Regions from separate parts of the Oryctolagus cuniculus genome. Here region 2 is linked to region 1. A link is a contact called in public Hi-C data. All regions are on one chromosome and are shown on one strand. Each heading gives the region's core, a stretch centred on a gene start, on an enhancer-like site or on the middle of the called end of the contact. The rest is flanking DNA. Distances are from core to core; before and after follow the strand shown.

What was found. A called contact is a pair of places that touch in the nucleus more often than the background predicts.
Region 2: a contact with region 1 is called in a Hi-C map of an unstated tissue, with 4 times the contacts expected there. The contact joins two enhancer-like sites. A contact is called at or near these places in 2 of 6 Hi-C or Micro-C datasets (ear pinna and an unstated tissue).

Annotation. Positions count from the first base shown.
Region 1 is chr2:191,815,614-191,821,179 of mOryCun1.1, reverse strand. NOL10 (nucleolar protein 10) reads right to left here. Exons shown (of 21, transcript XM_002722390.5): 10 at 1,242-1,320. Among named protein-coding and RNA genes, the nearest start is that of NOL10, 27 kb to the right of the region's middle. Within about 2 kb of position 2,404, at least 3 of the 8 cell types and tissues checked have an H3K27ac peak or open chromatin away from gene starts, as enhancers often do.
Region 2 is chr2:192,149,781-192,155,065 of mOryCun1.1, reverse strand. No RefSeq gene overlaps it. Among named protein-coding and RNA genes, the nearest start is that of RRM2, 31 kb to the left of the region's middle. Within about 2 kb of position 2,180, at least 3 of the 8 cell types and tissues checked have an H3K27ac peak or open chromatin away from gene starts, as enhancers often do.

The DNA.
Region 1 (5,566 bases), core at 1,155-3,654:
CAGTGTAGCAGGTAGGCTTGGGCACCTGCACTGCGTGGGAGACCCAGAAGAAGCTCCTGGCTCCTGGCTTCGGGTCAGTTCAGCTTTGGCCGTCGTGGCCATCTGGGGAGTGAATCAGCAGATGGAAGACTCCTCCCCGCCGCCTCTGGTATCTCTGCCTTCCAAATAAATAAATAAATCATTAAAAAAAAAAAAAAAAAAAAAAAAAACAGGGGCCGGCACAGTGGCTCACTTGGTTAATCCTCCGCCTTCAGCGCCGGCATCCCACATGGGCACCAGGTTCTAGTCCCGGCTGCTCCTCTTCCAGGCCAGCTCTCTGCTGTGGCCAGGGAGTGCAGTGGAGGATGGCCCAAGTGCTTGGGCCCTGCACCTGCATGGGGGACCAGGAGAAAGCATCTGGCTCTTGGCTTTGGATCGGCGTAGCTCCAGCCGTAGTGGCCATTTGGGGGGTGAACCAACAGAAGGAAAACCTTTCTCTCTGTCTCTCTCTCTCACTGTCTAACTCTATCTGTCAAATAAATTAAAACAAAACAAAACAAAACAAAACAAAACAAGAACAGAGTCCAGAGGGAGGGTGGTGCCAGGCCAGCCCCGTCTGGGAGAAGGGGAATCCTCGTCTGACCCCATCGTTAGAAGCTGGGTCTTAGTGCCAGACCCCCGCTAGCCGGTGATGACAGAGGAAGCAAATCGATTACAGCAGGACGTCAGACCTCCCTGGGGACAGCAGTGGGCTCTGTCTTGAAGGACAGACAGACAGCTCCGGGAACTGCTAATGCACTCAGACGGTCCTCTGCTCTCACAGCTGGGATGTGTCTACTGGAGCCACGGGAGAAGGCTCCGGGAGCTCACAAATGAGCTCACACTTGTTAAACACATCTCTCGTCTGCAGGGCTCCTCCGAGCCATCAGTGCACGTGTGAACCCACCGCAAGTCTCTAAGACCAGGAGTCTGGCAGAATTCCAAACGCTTCAACCCCAGGACCTGGAACACGCTGTTCCAGCTACTACCAAGACAGCACCCAAGGCCTACAAATCTGTAACTCCAGCTCCACAGCATCTCAGGCCAGCCACAGGGCAAGGTCAAGGCTTCTCAAATGCTGGAGGAATGAGACACGCTGCGGCATCCTCTCCACTCTGGCCAAAACAGCGACGCCTCGTTCTCTGTTCCCACAGCGTGCTTCTCATAACACGGTGTCCCCGAATGCCAACTTTATATCAAGTTTCCAGCTTCAACACATTTACCTGCCCTGTCGATGTTCCAACTGCCATGGTCAAAGCACCATGAAACTTCAAAGCAGAGATGGTGGGCAGACTGCTTATCCTGAAAGGGAAAATATTCAGGGTCCATGAACACACGGCCAAACCCGCCACGTAACAAGCGCATCCGCTGTCAGCCTCATTTTAGCTCTAGCAGAGAATCACACGTCCAGCCTCCAGACACACAGACGCAGTCCACCTTGACCTGTCACGCTGCTGCTTAATTTATGAATTGAGGCAGAGCACCACAGAGGGAGCTCCCAACTCCCGCTTCACCCCCAAGTGCTGCCGACCACTGAGGCTGGGCCGGGCCAAAACTACGGGCCAGGGACTCACTGCAGGGCTCCCACGTGGGGGCAGAAGTCCACTTAACTGCGCCTTCGGCACCGCCTCCCAGGTTCTGCACTGGCAGGAAAACGCAGCCAGGAGCCAGAGCCCGGAACTAGACCCAGGTGCTGCAACGTGCAGTGCAGAGGTCTCACTTCCTGGGCGGACGCCTGCACTGTGATTAAGCCAGAGTAAGGTATCTGCAGAAGCATCCTCCTTTTTAACTAATAGGAAGAAATTTTATATTTGAACATGGGTATGTGCATTTTCACTTTAAAATTAGCTAAAACAAAGACTAATCTGCAGGGACCAGCACTACGGGGTACCAGGTTAAGCTGGTATTCCATATCAGAGCGCTGGTTCGAGTCCCTGCTACTCTGATTCCAATCCAGCCCCCTGCTAACATGCCTGGGAAAGCAGTGGAAGACGGCCTAACGCCTGGATCCCTGCTGCCCATGTAAGAGACCCAGATGGAGTTCAAGGCTCCGAGCTTCAGCCTGGCCCAGCCTGAGCCATTGTGGTCATTTGGGGAGTGAACCAGCAAATGGAGATGGACTCTCTCTCTCACTTTCAAATAAATAAATACATCTTTTTAAAAAGCAAAGAAAAAGACTAATTGTCAGATGAGGCCATTGGACTCTAAAGCCAGATGAACGGCATGACCAGAGCAACGTGCTCCTCACGCCAACGCGAGCCCCAGCACCGACGGCAACGCTCGGCAGTGGGGAGAGCGCCAGGCGCGGGCTCAGAGGCGTCAGCCTCGCCGCCGGGCCAGGCTGGGGCTGCAGCTTCACCAAGTCTCTTCTGCCACCTAAAGCCTCCGCTCGGAACTACACGGCACTCGGGACCCTGGAGGCCTGACCGCCGCGCTGTGCTCCTTTGCGCTCCAAAACCCATGAGACTCAGTTCCCAGGGGCCAACATTCTGGCACCGACCTGGCCCAGCCCCCGCTGTTGGGGCCATTTGGGGTGCGAAGCAGTAGATGGAGGACCTTTCTCTGTCTCTCTCTCTCTCTCTCTCTCTGTCTCCTCTCTCTTTCTCTCTGTAACTCCTTCTTTCAGGTAAATAAATAAATCTTTTTAAAAAAATCATTCTCCAGTATAGTGATATATTTTCTCCACTTAAACTTTGTTTTTTAATAAAATTTGTTATTTTCTTCATACAGGTATGAAGTTTATTGCTTAGTCCTTTATAATATTTGTTGCTAAAAGTGAGCACTTTTTCTCTTATTTTTCTAACTGGATTTTGCTGAAAAATACCAAAACCATCGACTGCTGCACATTTACTTTGTACCCAGCCCACCAGTTCTGAAAGGTTTCCAGGTTCTCGGCAGACAGTCCCAGTCTGGGACCACGCCAGCCCCCCACCCCCACCCTTTCTCCTGCTGTGCTGGCTCCGCCTTCCAGAACTTTGTTACCTAACAGAAGTGACAATAAATCAGTAAAATCACCCAAAACTAAATCAACAAAATCAATCAAAAATGAGTCAACATTTTGGTAAATACCCCGACTTTGTTCCTCTGCCTACACTTACATGTTCACTGTTTTCCTACAAGAAGTGTTCAGCTCTACAGGCAACCACTGGCCTGCTTTTCCACTGGGGACATGCACAGAACACCTCCCCTAGCAACAAGTGCGCTCTTGAACACGACTGTCAGGCTGCACAGTGTGTGTGCCATGGAGAGGTACGGTGACAGTACCTAGCGCATTACAGAAGTTAATGAGGGTAAATACTCGGTGTCACTTCACCAGCATCCCCAGACTCTCCCTGCGCCCTCACGTCAGTGACGATGCTGGGGCAGATGCCACGAGCCGAGGAGGGCGGGGTGAGGAGGAGCGTTCTATAAGCATGTGGTGGGTGGGTTCCTGTAAGGCAATTTAGCCACGTGCCAAATGCCCTAAAAACATGCACACTGTTTAACTCAGAAGTCTGAGGCTTGGGTATTCTCCCTAAGGAAATTAACCAGAGGTCTGTATGAGAACATGTAACACTGAAACCTTGACCCTCCTGCATGTACCAACAGGGATCTGATGATTTAAGCTACACCTGTCTTGCACTCAGAGGTCATTTTACATTTTTAAGTGTTCTTTTTGGCACTTCCTAGTATCTTCTTTATATTAAGTATAAATCATTTTTCTAAATAACAAAGTGATCTTTTTAAATAAGCAAAAACCACTGGAAATGTTCCACCTTTAAGGACAAAGGAGACCACTCAAAATGTTTGTGAATCAGTATTCTATTCAGATTAAATAAATACTCTGTTTCTAAAGACCAAAGTTAAGACTGTTTTACAACCCTTCCTTAAGTAACTCCAATATTATTTCTATCATAACCACTAAATTTAAAATAGAAACACTCTAAGATATATTGCAAATAAGCCAGCGCCACGGCCCACTAGGCTAATCCTCCGCCTTGCAGCACCAGCACACCAGGTTCTAGTCCCGGTCGGGGCGCCGGATTCTGTCCCGGTTGCCCTCTTCCAGGCCAGCTCTCTGCTGTGGCCAGCGAGTGCAGTGGAGGATGGCCCAAGTGCTTGGGCCCTGCACCCCATGGGAGACCAGGAGGAAGCACCTGGCTCCTGCCATCGGATCAATGCGGTGTGCTAGCTGCAGCGCGCCGGCTGCGGCTGCCATTGGAGGGTGAACCAACAGCAAAGGAAGACCTTTCTCTCTGTCTCTCTCTCTCACTGTCCACTCTGACTGTCAAAAATAAAAATAAAAATAAAAGATAGATTGCAAACAATACCTGCTGGCCTATTTTCCTTAAAGAACACTCCCAACATGAGGCTTACTAATGACGGAGCTTGTACCACAACCCAACTCTTTTCATTCTAAGTCAAAGATAAGCTAGTGTTTAAGAGCAAGGGAGCTTTCGGCTGGGGCTGCCATCTTCCAGTAATTTGCCAAGATGACGAACACAAGAAAGAGGCGAGGTGGCCGGTATCTGTTCTCCAGGCTTTTCAGAAAACATGGAGTTGTGCCTTTGGCCACATACATGGGCATTTACAAGAAAGGTGACATTGTGGACATCAAGGGAATGGGTACTGTTCAAAAAGGAATGCCCCATAAATGTCCCCATGGAAAAACTGGAAGAGTCTACAATGTTACCCAGCATGCTGTTGGCACTGTTGTAGACAAACCAGTGAAGGGCAAGAGTCTTGCCAAGAGAATAATGTGCGTATTGAACACACTGAGCACTCTAAGAGCCGAGACAGCTTCCTGAAACGTGAAGGAAAACGATCAGAGAAAGAAGGCAGCCAAAGAGCAGGGCACCTGGGTTCAACCACAGCGCCAGCCTGCGCCCCCAGGAAGCCAGCTTGTCAGAACCGATGGAAAGGAGCCTGAGCTGCTGGAACCCACTCCTTATGAATCCATGGCATAATAACTGTAAACAAACAAAAGACCTAATTGAGGAAAAAATAACAAGAGTAAAGGAAGGGGCCGGCACTGTGGCGCAGTGGGTAAAGCCACCGCCTGTAGCGCCGGCATCCCATATGGGTGGGTCTGGTTCAAGTCCCGGCTGTCCTACTGCCAATCCAGCTCTCTGCTATGATCTGGGAAAGCAGTGGAGGATGGCCCAAGTCTTTGGGCCTCTGCACCTGCATGGGAGACCCAAAGGAAGTTCCTGGCTCCTGGCTTTGGAATGGCACAGCGCCAGCCGTTGGGGCCATCTGGGGAGTGGACCACTATATGGAAGACCTCTCCACACCCACCCCACACTCTGCTTCTGCCTCTCTGTAACTCCGCCTTTCAAATAAATAAATAAATCTTTAAAAAAAAATATGAGTAAAGGAAAAGGGGCCAGCGCCATGGTGTAGGTTAGCCAGCACCTCATATGGGCACCAGTTTGAGTCCCAGCTGCTCCGCTTCTGATCCAGCTCCCTGCTAATGGGCCTGGGAAAGCAGAAGATGGCCAAGTCCTTGAGCCTGTGGACCCACGTGGGAGACCTGGAAGAAGCTCCTGGCTTCGGATCAGACCAGTTC
Region 2 (5,285 bases), core at 931-3,430, 330 kb before region 1:
CCCCAGTCTGCTCCTCGCTATAAATCCCGCTTTGCCTGTCTCATTCATGGCTGAGCCCTTGCTCTGTCCCCATCTGCACGGTCCCTGCGCCCGCCCCTCTGTCTCCCTGCCATCCTTGCCCTGTGTGGGTGAACTTGCGGTTGGTAACAGCAGGTGCACGAGTGGGAACTTCAGATAACGAAAACCCCAGACAGGCCTCTCTCTGCAACTGCGGGGTCTCAGATGCCTCTGGTGTGGGGGTGGGACCTCAGCCCTCTCCCCCTGCCTTCCCACTGCCTCCCTCCATGGCTCCAAAGCCGAGCTCGCACTGGGCAGCCGCCGTTCTGCCTCCCAGCCCCTCTCCCTCCCTCGCCCCCTTTTCCCACCCACCCATCCGTCATTTCTTCCTCCACGCACCTCACACCCACCCGATCACCCCTCATTCTTCGGTCTTTCCTCAGTGCCCATCCTGTGCAACCGTACCACAGTGTCCGTCAGGCCAGGCTCCCAGCACCCAGCAGGTGCTCACCACGTGCCTGCGTTCCATTCACTGTGTGGCAAGCAGCTGGTGCCTGCTCTCGGAGGCTACCAAGTTGGACTACGCCCCTTCCGGGCACAGTTAGAGAACACGAGGACGAATCTATTGGCTCAACTGCTCGTTCCGGAGTCGCTCTTCAGCGGGGAGTGTTTGCGCCCCAAAATGGCCTCCTCTGTGCGGTGGTGGGCGGGGTGCCCTGGTGCCCGGTCCCCGGGTTGGAGACAGGTGCTGGTCTTGGCTGCAGAGACTGCCTAGGAGGACGGGTCGGGTGGCGACGGGGCTGCCGCCAGCAGAGGGCAGTGGCGGGCTGCTGTGCGGGGAGCGCTCTCTTCTTTCCTGGATGTTCTCTGGGAATGGACTTGGCTGGGCTTGGTGGGCGGGAGGAGCCCCTGCCGGCTGCCTTCTCGGAGCTGGCTTTGAACTTCTGCCCATGCTGGAACTCGGGGAGGTGTGAGTCAGGGTTTCCCCGTCCCTGAGGGTCAGGGGAGGCCTCGCTGGACCTCCGGCTAGCACACGTTCTACCGCACATGCAGAGGCCCAGGGAGCAGCCCCGGGGGCCTCCTGTCACCGTGCTGTGACCTGGGCCCACGGAGCTCCCGGTGGGCAGCGAGAGGCTTTCTCTGCTGTTTCCTGGCTGTGAGGGTCCCGGAGCGAGTGCATCTGCCAGGACCCTCCCCCAATTCAGGTGACCCGTCCGCGCCTGTCCCGGTCGGCTTTCACCATGGAGCCTGGGATTTTGTTTCTGAAGCTGAACAGAAGGCTGGCGACACAGGACATAAATGTGTCACGGCCTCTCGTCGTGGAGAGGGGGTTGCCGGGCCAGGTGGCCAGAGGGTGCCTCTGCTGGCTCGGAGCTCAGCCCGAGGGGAAGCCAGGCAGCCCCGGCCGTGGGCGCTGCACCCAGAGCCGGGGCTGGGATCTGTGAGTCACGGAGTCTGGGGGGCACTGCGTGGGCTGCGCTGTGTCAGCCTTGCTCTCCTGTCTGTCACAGGCGTGTGTGTGTGTGTGTGTATGTGTGTGCGCAACAGAGCCAACGAGAGTGTGCGAGCAGACAGCGTGGTGCAGGGGAGACATGTGGCCTCTGATTAGCTCAGCCACCTCGGTGACTGCAGTCATTCGGGCCTGTAACGGGGACAGGCGCAGCCAGCTGGAAGGCGGTCATTTACCGCCTGGCTCTCTTCCTCCCCTCCCTCCTCCTCCTCTCCACCCTGGAAGGAGTCGGGCGTCCCCGGCTCCGTGGCGCAGTGGAAAGATCCAGGGGCCTCTGCCTGCCAGCCCTGCCTTGGAAAGGCACACAGTGCAAACCCTGATCCAGGAGCCAGACGCCAGGGAAAAACCTCACCACTTCCAAGCCCACGGCTGGGGGAGGAGACGCCAGTGAGGGTGCGGGGCTTGCTCCCAGCAGCCCGCACCCGAGATGCAGCGGCTTCATCAGGGAAAAGGGGTTGCGGGACCCCCTGCCCTGAACAGACCCCGCTGAGCCCTCCTGAGTGGAACAGCCCCAGGCAGGGCCGAGCCCCCCACTGGAACCCTCCTGCCTGCCCTCCCCCTCTCCCCGTGGCCGAGGGCGGAGCTGCGCTCAGACAGGACAGCCCTGTATGAGGGTGGGCTAACGGGGAAGATGTGGGAGGGGGCTGGCGCAGGCCCCTGCCCCGGGCAGCCCAAGTGTGGCTGCTTCTGCTCCCACCTTCCGCCGGCTCCAGGTGTCTGCGCTAGCGCTGGCACTGGTGATGGTGTTGGCGCCGGCGCTGGTACTGCCCGAGGCGCTGCCGCCCTTCCTGCCGGTCCCACCCCACGCACGCAGTCAGCAGGAGGAAGTGGGTCAGGACCATGTGGGCGCCCAGGGGCCCTCGCGGGGCAGCCGGGCAGAGCGGGGAGGACAGTCACTGACACCTCGCCACGGCCAGCGTCCCTGGGTCGATTCGCTCATTGAAAATGCCGAGCGTCTGCTCTGTGCCTAGCGCCGTTCCAAGCACGTGGGGTCTTGGGGGCAAACACAACACACGCGGCCCCAGCCTGGGCAGACGGGGGTCTCAAGGAGAGCAGGGCCAGGGCCCGGGGGTGCGGCTCCCTTAGGGGTGCAGGTGGATTGAGCGTGAGCAGGTGAGTGACCAGGGCGTGGGCGTGGTCCTGCTCCCGGTACTACCTGGCCACGCGGCCTCGGACCGGGTCACCCCTGGTCTCTGGGCTCCAGGTTGGGCCGGTGTCTGCCTCCCAGGGAGGATCTGTGATGGCGGAGGCCAGGGCCCGCCCGGCAGTGGCTCTGCCCCCTCCCCGTTTTCCTCCTGCCTGCCCTGGCTCTGGAGGGTCCGGGGTGGGGGGTGCGGGGCACAGTGTCCTGGGAGCCCCCCTCTGCTCAGCAGTGACTCATGGGAAGCCAGCTTTGGCAGGGGGGGGGGCTTGGAGAAGACGCCGCTGCCCTTTCGTTTTTAGCTCAATTTTGTGAGCAGAATGCTCCTGGGGCCAATAGATCTCTCCAGTAATGAAATTGTAAAAAGAATTGAGTTTTGCTTCTCCAGCTTAAAGGACAATCCTTGCCCTTTCCCCAGTCCCTGGTGTGACAGCAGCAAGCGGTCACCTCCCAGCCTCCGGTCGGGCCCCTTCCCCTCTGCCTTCCAGAACACAGTCCCCCGGGGGCCTCTGTTGTGGTCCTTCTCTGCATGGGGGGTGCGGCCTCAGGGAAGCAGCTGGGCGCAGGTGCGCGGGTCAGCGGCTCCTCCCTCCCCAGCTCCTCCCCCTCCCTTGACCCCCCGCCCCCCGCCCCGGGCCACAGCTCCACAGCCGCAGTGCTGAACTTGCTCCTGCTGGTGACACTGGCAGGCGTCTGTGTGTCCCCTCCCCCATGATGGCCAGCCCCTCGTTGGGGGGGTGGGCGCGTCCCACCCGTGCCGGCCCGGGCTCCGGACAGCCTCCCCAGAATCCACCCTCAAGCTTCAGCCTGGGACAGCGAGGGGGCTGGCGGGACCCCCGCCCAGCACGTTCCGCCCAGGGGCTTCTGACAGTCACGTGATGGAGTGGAAACCCTCCAGCGGAGGAGGGGCCCTGCCTGGTGGAGGAGGGCGTGGGAGGAGGTTAAATAAGGTCAGGGGTGCGGCCCCGTCCTGATAGAACCAGGGTCCTTCGAGCAGGACACCCCCGGGGCTGGAGCTTCCTCTCCGCCCCCAGGACGCAGAAGGAGGCCACCTGCTCGCCAGGGAGCGGCCTCACCACCTGCCCGCAGCTGCCCGGCCCAGGCGCTTGGCTGTGGATGCCTGAGCCTGGGGCAGAGTGGCCATCTGGGCAGGCGTCCGCGGTGGCCGGGCCTGGCGCGTCCTCTGTGGGCACCGCGGCGACGGCGGACCACTGAGCGCCTGGAAAGTGTCCGTAGCTGCGGTCAACCTGCTCTTCGGCCACGCAACCGCGGTGAGAGACGATCAGGAAACCGGAAGACGCGTGTGTAGGTGCAGCGCCCGAGCAGCAGGGGGCGCAAAGCGGGCGTGTGCTGGTCCGCTGACTTGCAGGCCTGCACCTGGTGCCCCCACCTCCGCTACCGGGGGCGGGCATCGCCAGCCCCTAGAGGGCGCCCTCGGGCCCTCCCTTCTGGCCCTGTCACTCTCCCAGATTCCCGGCTGTCCTGGATTTCAGGTAAGTGAGCCGTAGTGTGTGTTCTTTGTGTCTGGCTGAGTTCTCTCCAAGTCTTTTAATATATTTAAAAATTATACCTATAATCTGCCATCCTAACCATTTTTAATATTATAGTTTTGGATTATTATTTTTTTAAGATTTATTTATTTACACAGGGGGGGGAGGGAGAGGGGGAGGGGGAGGGAGGGGGGAGGGAGAGGGAGAGGTGTCTTCCATCCGATGGTTCACTCCCCAGTTGGCCACAACGGCCGGAGCTGCGCCAATCCGAAGCCAGGAGCCAGGAGCTTCCTCTCAATCTCCCACGTGGGTGCAGGGCCCAAGCCCTTGGGCCATCTTCCACCGCTTTCCCAGGCCATAGCAGAGAGCTGGATCAGAAGAGGAGCAGCCGGGACTGGAACCAGCACCCATATGGGATGCCAGCGCTTCAGGCCAGGGGATTAATCCTCTGTGCCACAGCACTGGCCCCTCGGATTATTTTTAAAACATTTATTTATTTGAAAGAGTGCGACAGCGAGCAAGATAGCTTACCTCTGCTGGTTTGCTCCCCAAATGCCTTCAACAGCCGGGCTGGGGCCAGGCTGAAGCTGGGAGCCTCCCACAGGGATGGCAGGGACCCAAGCACTCGGGCTGTCACCCCCCAGCGTGTGCATCCGCAGGAAGCCGGACTGGCCGTGGAGCTGGGATTCAGACTCGGGCGCTCTGATTCAGCGTGTGGTGTCCTACCCAGCGGTTTAACTGCTGTGTCGCAACACCTGCCCCTTCCAAAGCCGTTTTCATTTGTTTGAAAGGCAGAGCAAATGCGAGAGGCCGAGGGCGGGCTGCGTGCCACTGAGCAGGGTCTCCGGGAGCCCCTCCCCTCCCGCCGCCCTGGCAGCCCCCCAGCCCTCCCCAGTCTCTGACGGGGACCCCTCCAGGCAGCTCCTGTAAGAAGGGTTGTGGCACTCAGCTCTTTGTGTCCGGCCCTCTTCACGTCACGTCCTCGGGGCTCGAGCGTGGTGGATGGCGTGTGGGTGTCTCTTTGCTGGAGTGGCATTCCTCTGTGTGGAGGTGTCCAGTGGCCGCGTGGGCTGCCGTGAATAGCGCTGCTGTGAACACAGGTGTCGGAGATCGCCCCCAGAACCCGTCCTCAGAATGCTTCCATCAA